Linked DNA regions of Mus musculus: all the other regions are linked to region 1. Evidence: chromatin contacts called from public ChIA-PET and Hi-C data. All regions are on one chromosome and are shown on one strand. The core of a region is the stretch at or near the end of the contact, and the rest is flanking DNA. Distances in the headings are between cores, read along the strand shown. Region 1 holds the start of Snx29 (sorting nexin 29). Region 2 holds the start of Nubp1 (nucleotide binding protein 1). Region 3 overlaps Clec16a (C-type lectin domain family 16, member A).

What was found. A called contact is a pair of places that touch in the nucleus more often than the background predicts. ChIA-PET counts read pairs in DNA pulled down with a chosen protein or histone mark.
Region 2: a Hi-C map of CD8 T cells shows a contact between it and region 1, with 6 times the contacts expected there. The contact joins the promoter of Nubp1 here to the promoter of Snx29 in region 1. A contact is called at or near these places in 3 of 39 promoter capture datasets (the C10 cell line, neutrophils and pre-B cells), 7 of 484 Hi-C or Micro-C datasets (CD4 T cells, CD8 T cells, double positive thymocytes and 3 more), 1 of 115 datasets of contacts at active chromatin or transcription factors (pancreatic cancer cells) and 1 of 9 other capture datasets (liver).
Region 3: an RNA polymerase II ChIA-PET map of memory CD8 T cells shows a contact between it and region 1, with 5 read pairs. The contact joins the enhancer-like site here to the promoter of Snx29 in region 1. A contact is called at or near these places in 1 of 39 promoter capture datasets (liver) and 2 of 115 datasets of contacts at active chromatin or transcription factors (memory CD8 T cells and regulatory T cells).

Annotation. Positions count from the first base shown.
Region 1 is chr16:11,321,433-11,324,575 of GRCm38.p6, reverse strand. Snx29 (sorting nexin 29) reads right to left here and starts at 1,672. Exons shown (of 21, transcript NM_028964.4): 1 at 1,598-1,672. The coding sequence starts at 1,604.
Region 2 is chr16:10,410,404-10,413,546 of GRCm38.p6, reverse strand. Nubp1 (nucleotide binding protein 1) reads right to left here and starts at 1,609. Exons shown (of 11, transcript NM_011955.2): 1 at 1,552-1,609; 2 at 1,373-1,477. The coding sequence starts at 1,570.
Region 3 is chr16:10,583,879-10,587,021 of GRCm38.p6, reverse strand. All of the region lies in intron 9 of Clec16a (C-type lectin domain family 16, member A), which reads right to left. Among named protein-coding and RNA genes, the nearest start is that of Clec16a, 40 kb to the right of the region's middle. Within about 2 kb of position 1,646, at least 64 of the 459 cell types and tissues checked have an H3K27ac peak or open chromatin away from gene starts, as enhancers often do. A contact at or near this core is called in memory CD8 T cells and regulatory T cells, where this site is marked.

The sequences.
Region 1 (3,143 bases), core at 423-2,922:
TATTGCTGCCGGGCGGTGGTGGCCCACACCTTTAATCCCAGCACTTGGGAGGCAGAGGCAGGCAGATTTCTGAGTTCGAGGCCAGCCTGGTCTAGAGAGTGAGTTCCAGGACAGCCAGGGATATACAGAAAAACCCTGTCTCGAAAAACCAAAAACCAAAAACCAAAAACCAAAAAAAAAAAAAAAAAAAAAAAAAAAAGCATATTGCTTTATGTGGTAGAGCCAGGATTTGAACCCAGTACATTGGGCTCCATCACCTTTTGGTGGATGCTGGCACACACGTTTTTGTTAACATTAGTGTTAAGTTAGACCCAGTAATTTGCTTTGGCAGATGAACGTAAACTGTAAAAACCCCTCCATTAGTCCCCTCAATAAGACCACAGTTCCATAAACTTTGCTCTTGAGCAACAAAAAGCATCTAACGTTTTTTTAAAGATGCACAGAAATAATTTAAAAAACAAAAAATTAAGACTGCCCTTTGCTCCTTTGCCCTAGCACCCTCTCCGCTCCATGAAACACCTGAGTGCAAGTCTAGAGACTGGGTGCAGAGACGAAAATCCAGCTGCACAGTAAGAAAAAACAGAAACTACGAGGGTAGGCGGGTCCTCCTAAGGGAATCCAGATCCCTGAGTCCAGCAGGAGAATCAACAGCCAACACAAGCCTTCCCTGAGTCACTCCCATCTCCACGCGCAACACCCAGGAATGACTTAGCACCAAAACATCAAAACATCATCAGGACTCTTCAGAGGGAGGCTTGAAGACACAGACTCCGACAAAGGGACTAAACTTCGGTATCACTGAGCACAAGCCGTCACAAGCACCTGCCTCTCACTTCCAGACTCCCCACCCGCTCCACCTCCCTGCTGGTGGTATTGGCTTGGGCAACGCTTGAGCCCCATTTAGGTTCAGCATTGGGCAAGAAGGAAAGGGCTTCAGGACACAACCGGAGACTTCAAACGATGAGCTAGAGGAAGACATGGAGAGAACTGAAGCATGAACTAACAGCCCAAATACAAAAGGCACAACCGGGAGAGGGACGCTGCGAGGCTAACTGGCCAGCTCTGGGGACACAGGTGCAGGGAAGAGGAGGGAAGAAGACAAAGCTGTCCTAACACTGAGACCTCTGGGGACCCGGAGCTGTCGCTCTGGTTTGCTGTGTGTGACAGGGGTGTCTAGAGATGCTCTTTGCCTTTGGAGAAAGAGGAGTCACTGGGTGGAAGAGACCTGGAACAGAGAATAACTAAAAACCAGGGGCTGGTAACTGGAGCTGAGTCCCAGGAGGGTCACGGGAGAAAGAGGGACTAAGGCAAGTACCAGAGATCTGAGAATCCGGGGTGCGGAAACCTGTCAAAGGGATCGGCTGTCTGGGAGGGAATTGGGAGCAAGCTCTGCTCTAGGAGTTGGCTGTCACTGGTGAGGCAGAGGGACAGGAGCGCCAGCCCCGGGATAGTGGGAGCGGTGCAGGAGACTCCGGGCCAGGGCTCCGAGCCTGCGAGCGACCCCGCGGGGGTCTGCAGCGTGTGAGCACACCGGGCCCGGAGCGTGCGGCTGCAGTGGCGCTACGGGGCGGGTGACAGCAGCGGGGCCGCCACTCACCGCTCATGTTGCTGCTCCCGGGGCCGCCGCCTGCCTTGCCGCCGCCGCCGCGTCTGCAGCCGCCGAGCTCCACACAGGCCGGGAGAACGCGCGCCCCGCCCGCTGGCCCCGCCCCGGAAGCAGTGACTCTCCTAGGGCCCGCCTCCCGACCCGGAACCAAAATACTCGGGCAAATCGACGCCCCAGGGTAGCAGGGAAGAGAACCGGCACCTCACAAAATCAATGCCTCCCAATCCCCGAGCCAAGAAAAAGACATCCATTTAGACTGAAGTTCGGACAAGGATGCGATATACGCGTACCGAGAGCTTGGAGTAGTGTGTTGCATGTCCGTCAAACCAGCACTCGGGGGAAGGCAGGTGGATCAGAAGTTCAAGGTCAACCTTGAACTACTCAATGATTTCGAGGCTAGATGGGGCTGCTTGAGACTGTCTCAAAGAGAAGAGAGAAAAAAAGAGTAATGGGCCTGCAGGGCCTGGTGGTACAGGCTTTAAATCCCAACATTCAAGAGGATAAGTCAGGAGCCTGAGCTGCAAGAATTCAAGAGCTGTGGATGGCCGGCGTGGTAACGCACGCCTTTAATCCCGGATTTCTGAGTTCGAGGCCAGCCTGGTCTACAAAGTGAGTTGCAGGACAGCCAGGGCTATACAGAGAAACCCTGACTCGAAAAAAAAAAAAAAAAAAAAAAAAAGTTTGGTAGAGAGGGCACATGCCTTGCATGCAGGAGGCCCAAGCTTCAACTCTCTGTACAAACAAAAACAAAAGGTGAATTCAAAGCCATTCTGGGTAACTTCTCAAGACTCTCGAAATAAAAAGTAAAACCGGAGTGGTAAAACCGGAGTGGTGGATATAGTTCAGTAGTTGGAGTAGCACGTGCAAGGCCCTGCAGGCAGGAGAGTTTGTACTTTCTTGATGATGGATGTGGGAATAAAAGTGCAAAGCACAGTGATGCAGTCAGAATTTGAAACTTCACTTACAATCCTGGTGTGACCATGCACACCTTTAATACCAACATTCACAGAAGAATCGAATTACTGCCTGAGGCACTTGGGAGAATTTGTGGTGGGTGTGTGTGTGTGTGTGTGTGTGTGTGAGAGAGAGAGAGAGAGAGAGAGAGAGAGAGAGAGAGAACTTTCTAGAATGAGAATGCATTGTAATGGGTCTGAGGAGAATGACAGTGGGTCAGTGGGTTAAGGGAACTACAAGAGTTGTCCAACTGACTCTAGGCAACAGTGAGAGGAAAGGTGGGTAGGTGCTGAGAGAACACAAGAGCTAAATTCACAGCAACTGTGAAATCCAGGGTTTTGCCCTATTTTAAATATGGAGTTGAAAGACTATTTTGCCTGCTGGATATGAGGCTGGAGTCACCCAGCCTGGAGAACTTAGGCTCTTGATCAGAAATAAGAAAATAATGAAGAGCTAGAAACTGTAGTAGCTCAGTGGAAGAACACATGTGTGCCATCCTGGATTTGATTCCAATAAAGAAAGGAAAGGGAGGTGACTAAACCTGCAGGCTGCCCTTTACCAGTGGTCTTAAGTCCTACAGAGG
Region 2 (3,143 bases), core at 360-2,859, 910 kb after region 1:
GCTCTTTAAGCTGTTTCTAAGGCTCTTTGTGAGATACCACTTCAGCAAACTAAAAATAAATGCTAGGAAGAAAATACGGTCACTACCAACCTGAAAAGATTGTCTTATTTATGCAGTAGCACATGCCCTCCGAGGAGAGAGTGGGGTGTTCAAAGCCCAGCTCCTCAACAGAACCCAGGAGGCATCTGCTAACATCTGCAGAAATTCTCTGGATGCCACAGGAGGGACTACTACTGGCATCTCGGATGATGGATGCTAAGTGTCTTAAGCACAGGTTAGGCCCAGTACAAGGGATGATCAACTCCAATGTCCCCAGGGCTGCAGATGGGAAACTCACAGGCTCTCAGAAGCAACCATCCCAGCAACGTACTGGGTTTCCAATGTCACGTCTTGTTTCAAATCTTTACAGACTACACTGTGGGGAGACTGGTCTTCACCATGAGGGCATTCTTGCTCAAGATCAGTTTTCAGGAGACTCAACAACCAAACCCAGCCTCTCTCTGAAAAGCCTTCCTTCCAGCTAGGCTTTCAGTCCTCCTCGCCCTGGAGATGGCCCCTCACAGTGCTGATCCCTGGTGAGTTTAACGTGCCTGCTCCTGCTTCCTCCCCACTTTGCTCTCAGTCCCCCATCTGTCTCTCCACTGAGATAATGAACATTCATGTCTGCTGAAAGATAGACTCCTTAACAGGAGGGTCCTTCTCTCTGCCACAGAGAGAGCAGAGCCTCTGTGACCTGTGATGGACATGTGCCAGGACTCAGGCCTGAAAGATCTCAGTATTTTTCCATTCTCCTCTCTGTGCTTGGCCTTGTGGATACTGAGGTAGCGGTTATTACTTAAGCCCTGTACCTGCCCGACATCACTTTTATCTATTCTATCCTTCTTTGAGGTCCTATTTACTGATTTTTTTTTTTTTTTTAATAAAGACAGGGTCTCATCTAAGCCCGGGGTTAGCCTCTTAAATGCTGAGATTACAAACATGTGCCAACACACTCGACCTAATGTTCGTTCGTTCATTCATTCATTCATTCACTGATTCATTCATTCACTCATACAGGGTCTCATCCTGTAGTCCAGGCTGGCTTTTAACTTGTAGCCATCCTCCTGCTTCTGCCCCTCAAGTTCCGGGGGAACAAGCCTGTGCCGCCAAGCTTATTTTAATGCCCCCTTCGGTTCCCTGTCTACCGCAGATCAGACTAAACCTCCATTTCCATCACTGTTTTTCCGCTATTTGATTTTTAAAACCTCCCTCTCGCTCAAGCTCCGCCTTCTACGCCCTCCCCCCAACCAATTAGAATACTGCCCACTAGCCGCTGCCATTCACCCTCAAGTCCCGCCCCTTCCACTTCCTGATCTGCCCGCCGCTTCCTCACCGGGATCCGGAGCAGCGCCGGCTCCGGATGCGCACAGCCTCTGGTTGGGGCATCCCTGGCACGAGGCTCCTCGGCCGGCCTGGGCGCTGTCGGCCCCGGGGCAGCCTGCGGGAAGACGAAGGCACAGTCAGAGTGGTTCGGTCCCAGCGGGACCACCCACACGTCCTGCGATAGCTCACCGTGGGGCGCCTCCTCCATGCTGCCGCTCTTGCCCGGGCTGCGCTCGCCGGAACCTCAGGGGCGTGTTTCCGCCTCGCAGGTCCAATCTGACCCCCCGGCCGCGGGAACTGTCTCGCCAGACCAGGACTGCGCACGCGCAAAACCGTGTGTGCAGTGGGTGGGATTCCTATGCCTCTTCCCGCTAAAACAGGGCGAGACTCAGAAATATATGATACCTGAGCAAATGAAGTGGCTCTAACGATTAAAGATTCTGTTGAGCCAGCCTGTATCCAAATCCCAGAACTCATAGGGAAAGCGAGGATGGACTCTTACACATAATGCAGGTTTTTGATTCTGTTTTTGTTTTTGTTGTTGTTTTGTTTTTTTAAGTATGGTTTTTGTCGCCAACGAACGTTATTCTCCGTGGCCTCAGTGTTGATGCAGTACTACTAATAAAAGTACAATCAATGTCAATATTTACTCAGTTTCAAATAATCTGCCCTACCCTAGATTCTGTTACAGGCTGGGATTGTGGCTCAATTGGTAGAGTGCTTGATCTATCATGCATGAGGTCCTATATTTAGTCCCCAGCACTGAAACAATACAGATCCAACAAAACACTTTGTCCGTCCCTCTCTATTTCTTCTCTGTTCTCCTCTCCTCTCTTCTGCTCAAGCTGATCTTGAATTAATGATTTTCTTGCCATGTTTGGCTAAGAGGGGAGACTTTATAAAGGGGTGTAGCTCAGTGGTAGAGTACCTGTCCAGCAAGTGAAAAGCCATAAATTCAATCGCCAGCAGTGTAAGTTCTCATTTGATCCTCCTGCCTCCGTCTTTCAGTTGCTGGGATTACAATGTGCACCACCAGCATTCCTGGGCTGACACCCCCGCCCTCTTAAAATTGCTGTGCTATTTAGAAAAATACTTTGTTTTGTGTTTTGTTGCTTCCCCTCAGATCTGTTCAGTGAAACCTCTTCAAACCCACTCCTGTGCCCCCACTGGGAGCTTTCCCTAGCTTTCTCTCACTTCTGCAGGTCCCCACTGTCCTTGCTGCTACCATTTCTCCTGTATGTGTCTGTGAGTGTTTAGACAAATGGCCTGTCTGTGTCTGTGGAGCAGTGTTTAGACTCCATGAAGACATCCTGTCCATGGTCACAGCCATGGGAGCTTGGCTGCATGCAACTTTGGCACAAGATGGTGGTGGTTGTTACTGTTTTCATTGAACGATTCTAAATATTTTTCATTTATTTTTGAGATTATAATTACATCATTTCTCCCTTCATTTTCCTTCCCCCAAACCTTACCACCTCTCCTTGCTGTTTATCAAATTCATGGACTTTTTTTTTTTCATTGTTATTGTGACAGGGCCCCAGACCTTAGCACAACTGACTCCATGATGGAAGTGCCATTCAGGCTGTAACACTCAGCACATAGACAGCAGCACCTGCCAAAATGAAAACAAAGACCTAATCCACCAAAGTCCATGACTCTGGGAAAGTCTCTAACTGTACTAACCTCTCTTTTTTGCTTCTGTAGAGCTGATTCTGGCTATCTGTTCTTGTTACTGAAGTAGGTTAACCCAGAACATGGTTTTTGTGCCTAAAAGTTTATTC
Region 3 (3,143 bases), core at 397-2,896, 740 kb after region 1:
GACTGTATACATCTTATCCTGGTAGGGTTTTCTGCTAAGCAGAGGAATGGCAGGAGCCATAAAGAGAAGTGTAAGTAACATACAGATGCACATGCACTCCCCAGAGAACCATTTGGGTACCTTCCCAACTGGCTCACCTGACACCTACAGATATAGTCAATGACTAATTCGGAGGGAAAAAGCTATTCTGTCTCTTAGCTGATATTCTGAACTCCCAGCCAGCCAGTCCTGGCACACATATGAGTGATAAAATATTTGCACCACCTAGAGGTGAAACCTGGTGGTTAAGTTGGAAAGCAGAGTGCAAGCTGAGGGTTTAGCTCACTGTCACCAATGGCAATGTCTACTCTAGTCTTAGCAGTCTCTGTCACTTGTTATTGCTGATGCTTCCTGCCCTCTTTATGCCCTTGCCTGCATCTGAAGTGCTTCCCCAAGCGCCTGCTGAATATAGTTCAGTTCCAACAACAGCGTGCCCACCCACGCACACTTATATAGGCCCCATATAGGGGATGAGGTTGTACAGCCTCACCTAACATTCCTGCACCAACTGGTGCTAGACCTAAGAACAAACACTACACATAGCAGAAGCCCTCCCTTCAAAGCCATGTTTGTTATTCTAGCTGTAGAAGCAATAAGACTGAGGCCTGGAGACGCAGACTAACTCAACCTGGGACACCTTGAGGCACTCACTGCTGCAGGTACCAGATGCAGAGTGTAACATGTGAACAGCACAAGAAACAGCATGCTGAGAGTCTTCACAACAAAGTCACAAGCACCTCATGACTGCTGTCCCTGGCCTTGCTGCCTCATTTATTCCAGCACTGAGTACCCTTGAACTCATGAGGGTAAAGCAGAAAGATGATAAACCTAAGACCAACTACCCCATGCGATACAGTAAGTTAAACATCAGCCTGGACTCCATTTCTGGTGTTACTCCGTCTTTCGGTAACCTAAAAAAACACCTACAGGTACCGAAGCACATCCCCAGTTCCAACCCATAATCACTTTGCAAACAATAGAAGAGGCTACCATATGAGTTGCCACTCTTGGGTATGTGTGGTAGTCCGAATGAGAATGCCCCCACTGTCTTATAGTTTTGAATGTTTAGTTCCCAGTTGAATGATTTAGGAAGAAATTAGCTGGTGTGGTCTTGCTGGAGGTGTGCACTGTGCTTCAAAGCCCACACCAGGCCTCCAACTTGTAGATAAGATGTAAGCTCTCAGCTCCTGCTCCAGCGTCATGCCTGCCTGCCTACCATATGATGGTAATGCACACAGGAATTTCAATTAGACATTTATCTGCCTATTCTGATCTGTGTTAAATTTAACCCTAAATTATAGCCCTTCAGTATAATTCTGTCTCTCCTCTGCTTCTCTCCAATTTTGGTTTGGGTTTGCAAGAGGTCTGCTGGTAAAAATGAAGCAATACCAGTAACTTATCTACAAATTACAGGAAGGAGAAAGTAGGGTAAAAAAGACCAAGAAGTTAAAACAAGTTTGATCAACCACATCCGAGCCAGGCAGGAAATAGTAGGAGACTGTTGTCACTCAGAGGGAAGGCAGGCAACTTGCACAGGACTACTGTTAAACAATTCACAACTGCCAGTTACCTTGGCAGCTAGTCTAGGATTTCCATCTACAGGCATCAGAAGGTGGGGCTTTGATCTAACACCTACAGAGAAACCAGCCTCTCAAGTGCCAGCTCCTTCTGTTCAGCCACTCATGCAACCAGTGGGTGTGTCTCCCACAGTGGAGGCTGGACCTCTGCCCCAAGAGGAGACCATGGGGAAAAAGGACAGACCTCCTGAGAGCCATCTGAGAGGTGGCCAGTTGCCATCTGCTCTGTGCTTTTGCTTAAGCTGCAAACCACAGCCTGTTTGTTGTGTCCTACTTGTGGTCAGGTACTGTAGTTCTGTAGGCATCCACATGGGATAAAACCAGGGACAATCTCTGTGTTATTTCTTACAGCTGCATGCAAATCTACAATTACCTCACTAAAAAATGTCCTTTAGAAGTCTGCAAGCTAGCAGATGAAGTAATAAAGAAAATGGGTAGACGTGAATGATTGCTGAATGCTTAGTCAGAATGGGACACTCACATCCTCCTCCTTCAAACTTCAAGGAACATCATGGAGAAGGTGGGAAATGTAAGAGCTAGAGGATGGAGTGGAGTGCTGTGGAAAACTGTGTCCCAAGCATGATGGGGCTGCTGCACTCTGAGCTCATAATTGCTGTGATGACGTGCATAAGACCTGACCTACCAATGTTGTGTCATGAAGTCAGGGAGCTCACGAGGCCGCACCCCTCCTGATGACATATTGTCTGTCAGTTAATGGTAGTTGGGAGGAGAGGTGCAGGCTCTGCTCTGTCTTCTGTGAGGACTTATTGGCAGTAATAGTTTCTGGGAAACAGAGAAACATTTTCTTTAGTTGTGTAGCTACTGGTAAGGTGCCCATGCTCTTGTGGGAAAACTCTGCTAATTAATGATGAAGTCCACCATGACTAGAGAGCCTCTGGGATCAGCAGAATATGGGAGACTCACTTCATTAGTGGATCTTCTCCTTTTCTAACCTTGTCTGGAAAATCCAAAACCCTCTCTCTGAGGAATGTTAGGTAGCCTTAGTTTGGTTACAGGTTTTGACAAAACCTGTTCAGCCAACACCTGAGATCCCTGAAATGCTTCCCCATGCTTAGGGTACCCTAAGCCCCCCAGCCAATCACCTCCGCCCATCCTGCATGTCCCTACCCTCAGCCCCCCTAACACTTTATAAGCCTTCAATCACCCTAAGTAATGTTGATCTGCCCCGAGGGTGGTTCCAGCGTAGTCACTCACTGTACGGACTCACAGGGCTTCCAGATCCCCAACCCCATCATCTCTGCTCCCTTTGCCCTGTGGATTGTATGGGCCGATGATCCTCGAGGGTGGGAGGACCCACATGCTCCTGTATAGAGCCCTACTGAAATTCCCTGGTCATTGGGAAAAATAAAAAAGGAAATGAAAGCAGCAGGGGAATTAGTGGGGAAAGGGAAGCAGATCATCAGGCGTGAGATGGGACAAGAGAGTGTAACGGGATTGAATATGATAAAATATTTCATATGCATGTACAAAAATGCCATAATGAATCTGTAATGTATAATCAGTATA